Regions from separate parts of the Pelodiscus sinensis genome. Here region 2 is linked to region 1. Evidence: chromatin contacts called from public Hi-C data. All regions are on one chromosome and are shown on one strand. Each heading gives the region's core, a stretch centred on a gene start, on an enhancer-like site or on the middle of the called end of the contact. The rest is flanking DNA. Distances are from core to core; before and after follow the strand shown.

The links. Hi-C and Micro-C count contacts between places; a contact is called where the count stands out from the background.
Region 2: a contact with region 1 is called in a Hi-C map of an unstated tissue, with 5 times the contacts expected there. The contact joins the promoter of LOC142827423 here to the promoter of BCL2 in region 1. A contact is called at or near these places in 2 of 5 Hi-C or Micro-C datasets (liver and an unstated tissue).

Annotation. Positions count from the first base shown.
Region 1 is chr2:117,888,438-117,894,785 of ASM4963464v1, forward strand. It overlaps BCL2 (BCL2 apoptosis regulator), which reads left to right and starts at 5,033. Exons shown (of 2, transcript XM_006122882.4): 1 at 5,033-6,284. The coding sequence starts at 5,718.
Region 2 is chr2:118,028,439-118,035,346 of ASM4963464v1, forward strand. It overlaps LOC142827423, which reads left to right and starts at 3,306. Exons shown (of 3, transcript XM_075923068.1): 1 at 3,306-3,413. The coding sequence starts at 3,306. It overlaps BCL2 (BCL2 apoptosis regulator), which reads left to right. Exons shown (of 2, transcript XM_006122882.4): 2 at 1-4,580. It overlaps LOC142827195 (a long non-coding RNA gene), which reads right to left. Exons shown (of 8, transcript XR_012901701.1): 7 at 1-285.

The DNA.
Region 1 (6,348 bases), core at 3,783-6,282:
GCCGCGTTCTTTCGAAATTATTTCGAAAGAACGCGGCTTTTCTTTCGATGGCGGTAAACCTCATTTCACGAGGAAGAACGCCTTCTTTCGAAAGTTCCTCTTTCGAAAGAAGCCTGCAGTCTAGACATAGCCTATGGGTTATGTCTACACAGCAGCGTTATTTCAGAATAACTGACATTCTGAAGTGACAAAGAGTGTATCTACACTACAAGCTTTTATTTTGAAATAAAGTTGAGTTGGAGGACTTCTTATTCCGACATGACAACCCTCATTTCATGAGGAATAAGGGATGTCGAAGGAAGAGTGTTCTTTCAACTTCCTGCTGTGTAGACAGTGCCTAAAGCCAAGTTAAGCTATTTCGACTTTAAGTTACACAATTGACGTAGCTGAAGTTGGGTAGCTTAATTTTACTTGAGCTCTGCTGCCTATGGCAGCTCAACTGTTGGAGGTTTTCATTTAGATGGGGATCAGATGTGTTTACCTCTGAAGCATCTAACACTGCTGGGAGTTGTTCATACCATAAGTGGAACTGCACTGTTAACAAATTATGATTCCCTTTATGACAAAACTATTGGGGAGTAAGGTTTCATTTTATAACCCATTAGCAGTTGCTTCTTTCTGCATTACCATTGTCCATTTGGCTTCAGTTCACTTGACCTACTACATGCTCTGCTTCCTTTTAAAATTCTTTCAGATAAATAAACACAAGACACTTCTCATCCTAAAAGAAATTAGCAGATGTACTCATCATGTGGTGTACCATGGAACAGAATTTTCCAGCAGTCATCCAACTTCTATATCTGAATAAGTTTTGAATCCATATCAGTGGGATTTTTAATTATACTAGACTGCTGTAACACGTTAGCTAACATTTTAGGATGTAGGGCTCTCAAGGTTTGTTGATAATTACAGACTATAAAAACACAACTGCTTAGCTCTCCCAAATAATAATATTTCTTCTTAGGTATTTATTTTGAAAAACACTAACATTAAAGTGATGCAACAGTTTACAAACCACCAGCAGTCTGACTTGTTTAACTTAGCATCTTTGATGCTATCAAATGTCTAAAAATGAGTTTAAAGCAACTACAATTTCTGTATTTTCCTGTTTATGTTGTATATTTGACCACTCTTCGCACATAGTCATCATTGTCCCTCTTACATAGTCAGTTCCAGAGAGAATAAAGGAAAAAGTAATTGTAGAGCTCCAAAACTTAGCGGAGGTGCTCGGGGGCATGACTAGCAACTGAAACTACATTTAAAACTTGACAAGTTGTTGATACTGCCTCTTTAAAATAACTCTCAAGCACCATAGTGATAGAAATGTAGCCGTGTTAGTCTGGGGTAGTTGAAGCAAAATGCAGGACAATGTAGCACTTTAACAGTGACTTCAAAATGTTTTAAAGGAGAAGCAACCACCAGGTGGCAACAAGTGGTAAGAAAACTTTCATTAGTGAATTTACAATGGCTTAGTTAGAAAAATGTGAATGAATTTTTTTTCTCAAAGTGATTGTTCTCTATTTGACTTATCAGTACTCCATCCTCAAAGGAAACCTGCACAACACTATCAAAAGATGAACCTGGGAGCGTAAATTCATAACTTTTCTACATGTTAAAAATAAACTCTGGAGTCCTGGCTTATTACAACAATCTATAACACATTAACAACCTTCCTCGCTGCTCCCAGTTTTTCATTCCCACAACTGGAAAAGTATTAACCAGCCACTTCACTTTGAATGGTCCCTTGAAATATGTCTTAACTGTCTCTGCTAAACAATCTGCTTCACTTTGTATTTAGCTGTTACACTCAAAGTATGTTTCTTAATCCTGAAGACAAGCTCTTGGCAAGCTGAAAAGACTGTTTCTCTCACCAGTAAAAGTTGGTCCAATAAAGGACGGGGATTGTGGATTCAAGCAAATTCTCATCTTAAATTTCAAATATGTTTCCCATCTAGATCTATAGTTGGTAACATTCCAGTTAACACCTTTCATTTAATTCTTCAGGATTTACAGAGATTTTGCGTTGATACAGGAAAATCCTTTAGAATAACATTTTAAACATTCTAGCAATCTGTTTCTGTCCTTTCACGCTAACAACCTGATACTTAGATGTGCCAAGTACCTTCACCTCTCATTTAACTTTGATCTTGTGTACACTGGAGATTTATTCTAATTTCAACCATGGGTGTCCAGCCATCAGTGTAGCTGTACTATAAACCCCTGGGCTATGTCTACACTGCAGGTTTTTTGCACAAGAACTTTTTGCACAAGAGTTCTTGTGCAAAAGTTCTTGCGCAAGAGCGCATCCACACTGCCATGGGCTTTTACACAAGAGATGTGCTTTGAGTTGTTGCACAAGGGTGCATCCACACTGCCATGTGCTTTTGCACAAGAGATGTGCTTTTGAGCAAGAGGGTCTATGGCAGTGTGGATGCTCTCTTGCACAAGAAAGCTCTGCTGGCCATTTTAGCCATAGAGGTTCCCTGTTTCCATCTCTTGCGCAAAAAGCCCTCTCTTCTAGCTACTGTAAACTTTCTTGTGCAAGAATGGGCTTGTAGTGTGGATGCTCTGCAAGTTTTTGAACAAGAACAGTCATTCTTGCACAAGAAGCCTGCAGTGTAGACACAGCCCTGGTGTAAACAAGGGAAAATAGTAGTGTTGATTTTTCACTAGTGCATTTTACCCCATTTCCCAGCAGGATTCCTGTAATCTTAAGTGTGTGTTGAATCAGTCTCTAGATTAATTTGCTCTCAATTTTTTTTATTTATCTTGCCCCCCTCCCACTCCAAGAATCTACACTGTGTACAAACTAAGACCCCAATTTGGGAAAGATTTATGCATGCATTAAACTTTATATATAGGTAGTCCTATAGAGTCTAGATCTCAGTGGAGCTATTCATGTGCATAAGATTAAGCAAGTGTATAAATCCCTGCAGGATCAGGACAGACAGACCCTAGAAGACATTTTACTATATAGCATGGTGCTAACTGGGATGGTAGATTTGGACTATTAGAGTAATAAGCACAATAACCAGGAACAAGGATTTGCACAAAGGGGATCTAAGATGATAGCCCCCAAAATATTTTCAAAGGAGTAATGAAGAAAAACCACATGGGCTAGTGAAAAAGGCCAAAAAGGTCAATGAACATGTCATTAACTTAGAAGTCATCTTTCTTATCTGCCTCTTTTGACTATCCAGTCTTTAAGTGCTTATAGACTGTTTTTCCTGTTACATTCCAGCTGAGCTTTCCCCTTGATATTTTTATACCCACTATATCTTCTTGTTTTTCCCCCTCTCCTATTTTTTCCTTCTCCCCCCCTCCCCTATTTATTTTTGTTCTGGGCATCCAACACTCTGGTTATCTGAAGAAGTGGGCTGTGCCCAGGAAAGCTCATGAGACCATCTACATGTTTTGTTAGTATTTAAAATGCTACCGGACCATTTGTTGTTTTTAAGTTTTTCTTTGAGCGTGTGTTTCTGCAATAAAATGTTTCTCATCTTGCTACCTTTCCAGGTTCGCTTAATGGTGTGTCTGGAGTCTTTGCCACTCAACAGTCCTTAATCCTCACGAGTGGGGAGGATCAAAAGGGATTCCCCTACACCACGAGCAGAGCTTTTCACTCCAAATGGTTTCAGCAATGCATTCCCCCTCCAAATGGAAAGCACAAAAATGAGTGAGGGAAGAAATGTCCAGCACTTAATGTGAGGTGAGCCCCCCCCCCCTAAAGTTGGCAGCTGATATAGTCGGGCACCTCCCGGCTCAGTGTGTCAGTGAGAAAGTAAGAGCATTGCTGGAGCGCGCTCAGGTTGCTCTTTCACTGCCATGCCCCGGAAGCGTCTAGCCCATAACTCATCACAGGGCTGGCTGGGATTTCGGGTTAGGTATCAACCCGGCCTCTTTCCACCTCTGCCGGCACCAGGCCTCGGCGCTGGTTTGGGGGGTTGTGTTTGGCTCGTCTCCCCGGCGCGGCGCCCGGGCCGGCCTTGGGTAAGAGCGCAGGCAGCAGCGCCTCCCGCAGCCTCCCCGGAGCCGCCTGCGTCTTCCGCCCCCGCCGGCGCCAAGGGGAAGCCGCGAGCAGCGCGCGGTCCTGGCTTTGCACCGCCCGGCGGGGAGCAGGCCCGCGACGCCCAGCGCAGCATTGGCCCTGCGTGGCTGCAGCCCCGGCCCACAGCAAGGAGCCACCCGGTGCGTTTCCCGCTCCCGCCTCCCTTTCCCAGGGAGCCCCGCTCCATACACCCCGGCCGGCCGAGCATGCAGGCAGCCCGGCAGGCTGCTCCCGGCCACGCACGGGGCATGTGGCCCGCCCCGCCAGGGATACGCCGATCGCCTCCTTCCTTTCCCCGTTTCTTGAATGAACAGCGAGGTGGAGCTCTCGGGATCCCGCCCCTCCTGCGCGGGCCTCTCCCGGCCCGTCTCCTCCCCGCCACTGGGCTCCGCTCCGCCTCCCTCCTCCTCTTGCCGCCGCGCTGTGCCTGTGCTTCCCCGGCCGCCACAGCGACGCGGAACGGACTGGCGCTCCAGCAGCACCACTGCAGACAGACTAGGGGGCTGCTCTGCCGGGCGGCTGACAAGGCTGCCGGTGCTGGGGCGGGAAAAGGGAGCGGGGAACAACTTCCTAGCTGCGGTCCTAATTTGTATGAATAATATTCCACACACGCCCCCATCCTCTTCCCTCCTCTGCACAGTGGGGGTTTCTTCCTTTTTTATACAAACAAAGCTGCTTTGGGAAGGCATTTGCTCCCGGGAGTTCAGGCAACCGCCACAATTTTGATGCTCCCTTTTTGAGTGTGTGGGTGTACGTGTGTGTGTGGGAGCGCTGGGCTGCACCTAGGGATCAGCCTCTGAATGAAACTACATGTATTCAATTGCATGTGTCTGTACCTTGCACTGGAGGGGAAAGCACAGCAGCACTTCTGCAAGAGCTTGGAGTCAAAGGTGTGTTTCATCTGCTCTTCACAATTTTGTTTTTTGTTTTGGGTTGTTCTTTTTCCTGGGCTCTGAGGCTGGATATTCTGAGCTTTGACATGTCTTTGGAGAGGTCTGTTTAACAGAAGGCGGGGAAATATTTTTTGAAATCCTTAGGGTTTTGTTTTTGTCCCTTTCCTGTCCCCTTGGTGATTTGATCTTGTGAAGCATCAAAGCAGCCAGAACTTAATGTGTCTGAAGACTTCTGATTTTTTTAAAGGAAACTTGACAGAGGAACATATTTATAGTTCAAGTAAGTACTTTTCACAGCAAATTTACATTGTGTAATTAAAAAAAAAACAGTGTTGAGATTTTTTAGTTTAAAGTGTATTGGATTAATATTCATCCAAGGCTGTTGAACAAATCAGTTTGAATTGCAGTTTTTGCAGTCTATGTTCTTCAACTCCTTCATTCACATGTGCTTGTTCAGCACCTTGGGGAACGTATGCACCTTGTTTTGAATAAGTATGAGATATTTTTTAAAAAAAATGTATTTCAGCATCAAGAAGAAAATGTTTCTAAAATAAGTATATAATAAGTAAACATGTGCTTCTGGAAATAAAATACACGTGCATCCAAACCGAGAAGTCGAAAGTACCTCTGAGACCTCAGAGCTACCATCATGAATGAAACCACATCAAATACAATAACTGGATTATAATTTTTGGTATTATTGTTATTGGCTACTTTACTTTTTTGGGTTCATTCTTCTCCTCTTCTTCCTCTCTCCTTCGTCCTTGTTGGAAATTATGGCTCATCCTGGGAGAAGAGGCTATGATAACCGGGAGATAGTGTTGAAGTACATCCATTACAAACTGTCACAGAGGGGGTATGATTGGGCTGCCAATGAAAACAGAGGACCAGTTTCTTCAAGTCTCTCTCCTCCTGCTGCTGCTGGGACCCCATCTGACCATGCTGGGCTGGTGTCTTTGCCGCCTGAACCCCCTGGTTCGGCTGCTGCTAGTAATGTGCCCCTTGGTGATGGGCTGCGCTCAGCACCACAGGCTGTTCACTTGACTCTGTGCCAAGCCGGAGATGAATTTTCCCGCCGCTATCACAGAGATTTTGCCCAGATGTCTGGGCAGCTGCACTTGACCCCATTCACGGCCAGGGGGCGCTTTGTGGCGGTGGTGGAGGAGCTATTCCGAGATGGGATTAACTGGGGAAGGATCGTGGCCTTCTTTGAATTTGGTGGCGTGATGTGTGTGGAGAGTGTCAACCGGGAGATGTCGCCTCTTGTGGACAGTATTGCTGTGTGGATGACTGAGTACCTGAACAGACACTTGCACAACTGGATCCAGGACAATGGAGGTTGGGTAAGTGTCCCGTATTTCTTTCTCTGTAAATTATGGTAGAATTTCCATCAATGTGGTCACATAC
Region 2 (6,908 bases), core at 2,056-4,555, 140 kb after region 1:
CAAGGATGCGTTAATTCAGATATTCTTTGAGTGCATGAAATGAAATCCTTTGGACATGCAAGAAATTACTGTTTCAATTATTTCCTCAGCAGTTAAATGTCTTTTATAGCTACATACACAGAAACCATGAGACCATAAGTGCCTGCCTCTACAGAGCACAGCTGGAGTCCAGAGTCCTGACTTGTGTCCCATTTTAATGGGCTCATATCAGCAACTGATCCTGACCTGTTTACTTGCTGAGCTCCTCCAGGGTTTTGAAACCAATTCAGTTTTGTCTCTAAATCCCTGAAAGTAGAAAAACATTTAAATTTATTTGGCAAGAATGAGACATGATCTGAATTCCAGTTTAACTCCAACTATACTTGTTTATCAAATTGAGCACCAAAATCACATTCATTTTCCTAAAAAAAGAAGTCAGATGATCTGTATTTTTTTCCTGCAGCTCACCCCTACAGTCAAAGTATTTCATGATAATTTCTTAAGACTTTCTACAGAAATAAAGAAGATGAAGAAATTATCCTAATCTTTTAGCTGGACAGACTCACTGACATCCAGATTCCTTAGATGCCTATTGTCACTTCCGGGGAGAATAAGCAAGGAGAAAGGATGGACTGAGTTGGCTTCTCAGACAATAATTGCAATTTATATAAGATTAATTCAGAATACACAGCTTTAAAGTGTCTAACATGTATGGTTCCAGGATTTATGCAGTCATGTCAACATACATCAAAGTCGGTTTTAACAAGCTTTTGGCTTCTATGAGTTCCACTTTAAAACAGCGAAGTCAAGTATTTTTATTTTTTTACTATTAAACTTTCAAAATATGGAAATTGTAGCTAAATGTACGTCCAGGGACAAGTTAGAAAGCTCTGGATACAAGTACAATAACAACATACAAGTATTTTCAAAGTGAAAAAAATACAATGAAAAACTGTATAGTCAACCTTGAGATGTCAATGATATAACTGTGGCATTAAATGCAAAATATCTGCAGTAACTTAGGAATGTAATATGTTCATCGTTAAGGTTGTAATTGATGTCTCGTCTTCAAAGCTGCTTATTTTTAGATTTGTGCATCTCAGCATTTTTATTGCTATTTAGTCATGGCACCTATATGGTCTATGGGCAAAGATGGAGTGAGTCTTGCATTTCAAATTTGCAACAGGGATGTTAAAATGTGTGTCACGAAGTAACCGTTTAACTGCTGAAAATGTCAGCGGTTACATGGTTACACGTGGGATGGCAGTTGACTACCAGGGAGTCAGTGTTCATGGAAATTTGGCTTTTAAGATAGCTCCCCGTGCATACTTGCTTCTACCTGCAGCCCTGGGAGCTGGTACTTATGGAGAGCCAGCTTTTAAGACTGCTCCCATATGTACCAGCTCCTGTCTGCCACCATGTGTTGCTGCCTCTGATAGAGAGGCACCATCATGCGGAGGCTGGCAGCTCCCTTGGAGCAGTGCGCACACAGGAGCCAGCTTAAGTCAGCTCCCCCACGTAACGGGATAAAACATGAAACCGTGAACATTAACTGATGAGCTTAGGCTCACTGGTTTACCCTTTACATGGTTACACTTTCACATTCCTAATTTGCAATTATTTTAATTTTACAGAAGCATTTAATGAAACAAATGTTTCTAAAGAAAATGTGATCTATTTTTAAACTCTGCTGAGTAAAAATATCTGAAATGTTTAAACTGTGTGCATTTGTGCAAGGCACTTATGAAAAATATTTAAAATAGGGAACCACACAATAGGAACTGACTGTGGGCTTGATTTTCCACCTAGCAGATTTAATTTATGGAGAGCGAGGTACAAATGTGAACTAGAATTGGCATTATACTGTTTCAATTCACATTTCATAATCTAATCTTCATTGTAGTATGTGCCCTTTAACCCCCTTTAAAAATAATAAATGATTTGACCTTGAACTTTTTCAATGTTGGATTGTTTATTGAAGGTTTACAGTATCAGAAAACAAAAAAAAAGAGTGACTATAAATTCCTGTGCTGCTATATTACCAAGATAATTTGGAGAGAGTTTATTTTGGAGTGTCCTCCAGTGGCAAGATTTTTCAAAGCTGCTTTAGAAGTAATATGAAATAGTTACATTACCAAGATGATTATGTAGATGCTGCCAATTTGTGTTCTATTGTATCTATTCACTGGGATTCCCAGTATATTAGTTAATAAGTTAAAAAAGTCAAGGCAACTGTTAATGGTTATTTTTTTAAACAGATAATGGAGCTTTCCTATACTGACTGCATTATTGTACAATATTATGGCTGCATTAGCTGTAAGGACAGTTGATGATGCATTTATTATTAATCACCATACTAGAAACATTGAATGTATATAAAAGCTTGAACTTGTTTGAAACATCTCCTTCAACTGTCTTGCTTTCACAGGGATTCCTGTCTCTTCCATTTTGTTTGTTACCATATGAAACAAAACTTTTCCTACAAAATGCAGGGCCTTACAGTCATACTCCAAGACTACAATACAATTAAAAATCACTTCGCTCACCACCGATCAGTCCTGGGGGCAATTTATAAGAAGCTAAAAATATTAAAAGTTGCACTTCTAAAGTTACTTGGCTATGGGGAACCAAGGGACAACACATAAAAAGGTGTAGAGAGAAGATGAAAATATTTCAGTGATCTATGACTAAGGATAATAGTATATATGAGATTTGGCCACCTTTTTTGTAGATGAAAAAGAATGATAGGTAGTGAGGATAAACAAAGTAAAAGGTTAACAAATCCTTGCTGGGAGGGGCTTTTATAAGTAAAGCCTTGTTAATACTAGCAACACTCATCTACAAACCAGATCAGCTATTTGACATTCCTATACCACAATTTTTGTCCATTAATTCTTTTTAGCTTTGATTTTCAATAACAAATATTTTAAACAAAGGAAAACTTCATAAGATTATCTAAGATTTGTTATGGTTTCCTAATTAACAGATAAGTCCCTTTGTTTTCCATTTAAACATTTTTTTACAAAAAAAAGTTGGGTTTTACAAAAAGTACTATTCTTTTCAGTCCATTTTTGTATGAGCGAGCCACATAAAAATCCATGTTTTATCATGAAATTACAATACATTGAAAGAGAGATATGTATTATGATGGATACATTAGTCTGTGTATAGTTGCAAAGCTGCTGGTTGAAGTAAGGCTATGTATTAGTCTAGAAGATACACACAACAAACACACATATGCAAGGTCTGAAGCATGTGGGTAGGCATCTGAACATAGTGATGGGTCTCACACCCACCGTGTATGCATTTCAAGCCGCTAGCAGATAATGGTTTTAAGATCTGCTGCACTAACATGGGAAGAAAACAAATCTGTAGCAGAATGTGTTTCAGAACACAAGGAAGTAACAGGAAAAACTGGAAAAAAGGATGACATCGTTAGCTGCAAATCGTGTGTTCCAATTATTAAATGTAAATGTTTATATGATAATAATGCTAAGTCCAAACTGTTTATTCAAATGAAAAGTTTTATTTCAGACTTAATGTTATGTTGTTTTTTAAATTGTTTTCTCAGAAGTGGCATTGTGTTTTAGCATCTGCAGCAAATCTCATTGATGAACAGAATTGAAAGCATCTACTGAATACTCCTTTGCCCCCAGTCTTTCAAACCACCAAAGTAAATCCCAATATTTACCCCCCCCCAAAAAAAATTAATAGTTTTTGCACTGATTTTCACCTATTTTGTTGTAATAAACATAAGTTCCTAGGGAAAATTAAATAAAATAGTGAAAATGAAGGACCTGTTTACATAGTAAGAGTGCTGAAACAAGGGGAAAGAGCCTAAAACTAAGTATTGAGAAATCAGATGAGCCAAAGGATGTTTCTTAATAATTAAGTCATTGGCTCTGACAATGGAATAACTTATGTTGTGGTAATTGAAGCTACAGAACAAAGGGGGCCAGTGAGGGCTGAAAGGCAGTTAGAGTGGGGGTTGTATACACAGTCTTGTATGATGCAGAAGTTTGGCCACAGTAGTCCAAAAAGTGGATTTAAAACAATCATACATGTTTGTGCATTAACCCATGAGTACAATTAACATATTTTTAGTTTCCAGTTGTGATCTGTGATAGCACAGCTTCCTGGAGAATGCTTCCTAATGAAGCACAGCTATAGTCTGGAAACAGACTTTTTGCATGCAAAAGTCAATATGGGATGCTATAGAGTGCAGGTAATGGGCCAGAAACATCTTGACCTTTCATACACAAACCACCTATTCACCTCAGTCGGAGTTTGGCAAGGTGGTGTGTTGGCTATGCACCTGCACTAATTTAATATCCAAAAAAACCTTTTAATATGTTGACAAGTATCAGAGGGGTGGGTAGCCATGTTAGTCCAAATCTGCATAAACATTTAGAAGTCCTGTGGCACCTTAGAGACTAACAGATTCATTTTAGCACAAGCTTTCGTGGGTAAAGACCCATGAAAGCTTATGCTTCAATAAATCTGCTAGTTTATAAGGTGCCACAGGACTTCTTGTTGTTTCAAAATGTTGATGAAAAGTGTGATGAAGTTGCATCTGTAAAGAGCTTGGTTTTTTTTTTTTTTTAAACAAGATAGCAAAAGGATTAATTCACATTATGTTAATGATGCCGCCTTATTCCATTATGATAAATTAAATGTTTTTTTAGTCACTTTTTGGGAATATAAATATCTTCTGAAAGCATAAATATTGAGTGTTATTTTTCATTCCTATATATTTTTAAAACAATAAGGAGGCTAGAGAATCAATTTAATCCCAAAAACATTTTTTTAAGTGTGCTCCTATGGTAAAACTTAATGCACCTTCCTCCTGGAATTGAAATCCTAACAACCCTGTTATAAAGCATTAACACACACACACACACACAATGTATTTTTTCGTTATTTAAATAGAATTTTTCTTTTTAATATTTGACTTTTAAGTATCACCAGCATCATTGTAAATAAGCAGATATAATTTATCCATTATCTTGGATGGTATATGTACGGTAGTTTGCTAGTTTATATTGTTTAATATGATTGTTCTTTGTGTTTTAATTGTTATAAACATGTTGCCATTAAACTTCTGTCTAGTTAATATTGTGAAGAAATAATAAAGTACACTGTGAGTTACTTCTTAAGCATTTGAACTGTTAGTACCATATTACTTTTTCCACTATTAGCAAACACGAATTTAATCCTGTAAATAATAGAGTGAAGAGTTTACTACTCACTAGTTGTATTAACATGCTAGGCTGCATATTAAAATCCTCCTCCTCCAATGAGCTCTGTGGAAGCAGTTCCAGCTCACATGATTTTAATTATAAATCTCTTAACATCTGATGATTTTCCTAAAGTCCTAGATACTGGAGTCATGTGAATTGGGTTTCTAGCCTTCATGGTTACCCAGAGAAGCTTGAAAGATTCAAAGCAAGAAGGCAAACAGAACTTTAAATGTGTGGGTTTTTAAATATTGTAATTTTTCAAGCCAATTTCATTATTTTTGAGGACCCAACTCGTGACTTTTGAATATTCAAGATTGAGGTGGACTTTGGCACTCACACCAAGTACCTTGTTAAAACAGGTGTTTGTATACACAAAGATCATTGCAGAACTATAGTTTAAGTGTTTGAAGGACTAAACCTTAGCTAAGATTATTCAAAGAGTGTGTCTGAACTTCAGTTTTTATCCTACACCTAGGCGTTCTGGAATTATGGGTTCAGGTCCCAGCACATAAGTCAATTCAGTTTTCATTCTTCCAAAATAGATAAATCAAGTATCAAGCAACCTGGGAATCTTCCAGAGGAGACCTAAAAAACAGGCATACCAAAAAGGAGTTGTTTGAGCTAAGATCCAGTTTTTTAAAGACAAAGGTGCCTCAGTGTTGCAAATAGCAGAATTATCTGATAATGCTACAAGAAATGCTCCTAGAAAAAAAGAATGAAATATAGTTTTTAAAATAAGTGTAATAAAAGGTATTAGCAGCTTAATCTGTGGCACTTAATTTCCAGGCAAACACTTTATATTTTTTATCCAAATTCTTTCTTCTCTGGGGCCAAATGTGAATCTTGTACCACAGTGATAGACACATATAGGCAGTCCCCGGGTTAGGTGGATCCGACTTATGTCGGATCCCTATTTACGAACGGGGTGACTCACCCCGCAGTAGCTGCGCCCCCCCCCCCCCCCGCCCCTCCAGCAGACTGCCAAGACGCGCTGCGGCGGTCCCACCGCCCGCGTCCTCCGCGGCGAGAAAAGCTGCTCCGCGTCTCCCTGGTCTGCTGGGGGGAGGGGGGGCGCAGCTAGTGCACCACTCCCCCAGCAGACCAGGATTTTCTCGCCGCGGAGGACGTGGGCAGCGGGACCGCCGAGACACGCCGCGGTCCCGCCGCCCCCGTCCTCCGCAGCAAGAAAAGCCTGGTCTGCTTGGGGGGGGGGGCGCAGCTAGTGCATCCGTCACTCTCCCCCCCCCCCCCCAGCAGACCAGGCTTTTCTCACCGCTGGTCAGTTTCAGCAGCGGCTGAATCAGGACGCCTGGGGTAGAGCAGCTGGGGGGCTACCGGGTTGGTCCCGCTGCGCCAAGGGTAGGCTACCAGACCAACCTAGCAGCACTCCAGCTGCTCTGCCCCAGGCGTGTCCGATTCAGCCGCTGCTGGTCAGTTTCAACAGCGGCTGAATTGACGCCTGGGACAGAGCAGCTGAGGCGCTGCCAGGTTGGTCCCCGCAGCGCCGCACCTCGGCGCTGTGGGGACCAACCTGGCAGCACCCCAGCTGCTCTACCCCAGGTGTCCCCAAGTCAGCTGCTGCTGAAACTGATCAGCGGCTGATTCCAGGAAGCCCGGGGCAAAGCAGCTCTGCCTCGGGCTTCCTGTAGTCAGCTGCTGGTCAGTTTCAGCAGCGGCTGAATTGGGGAC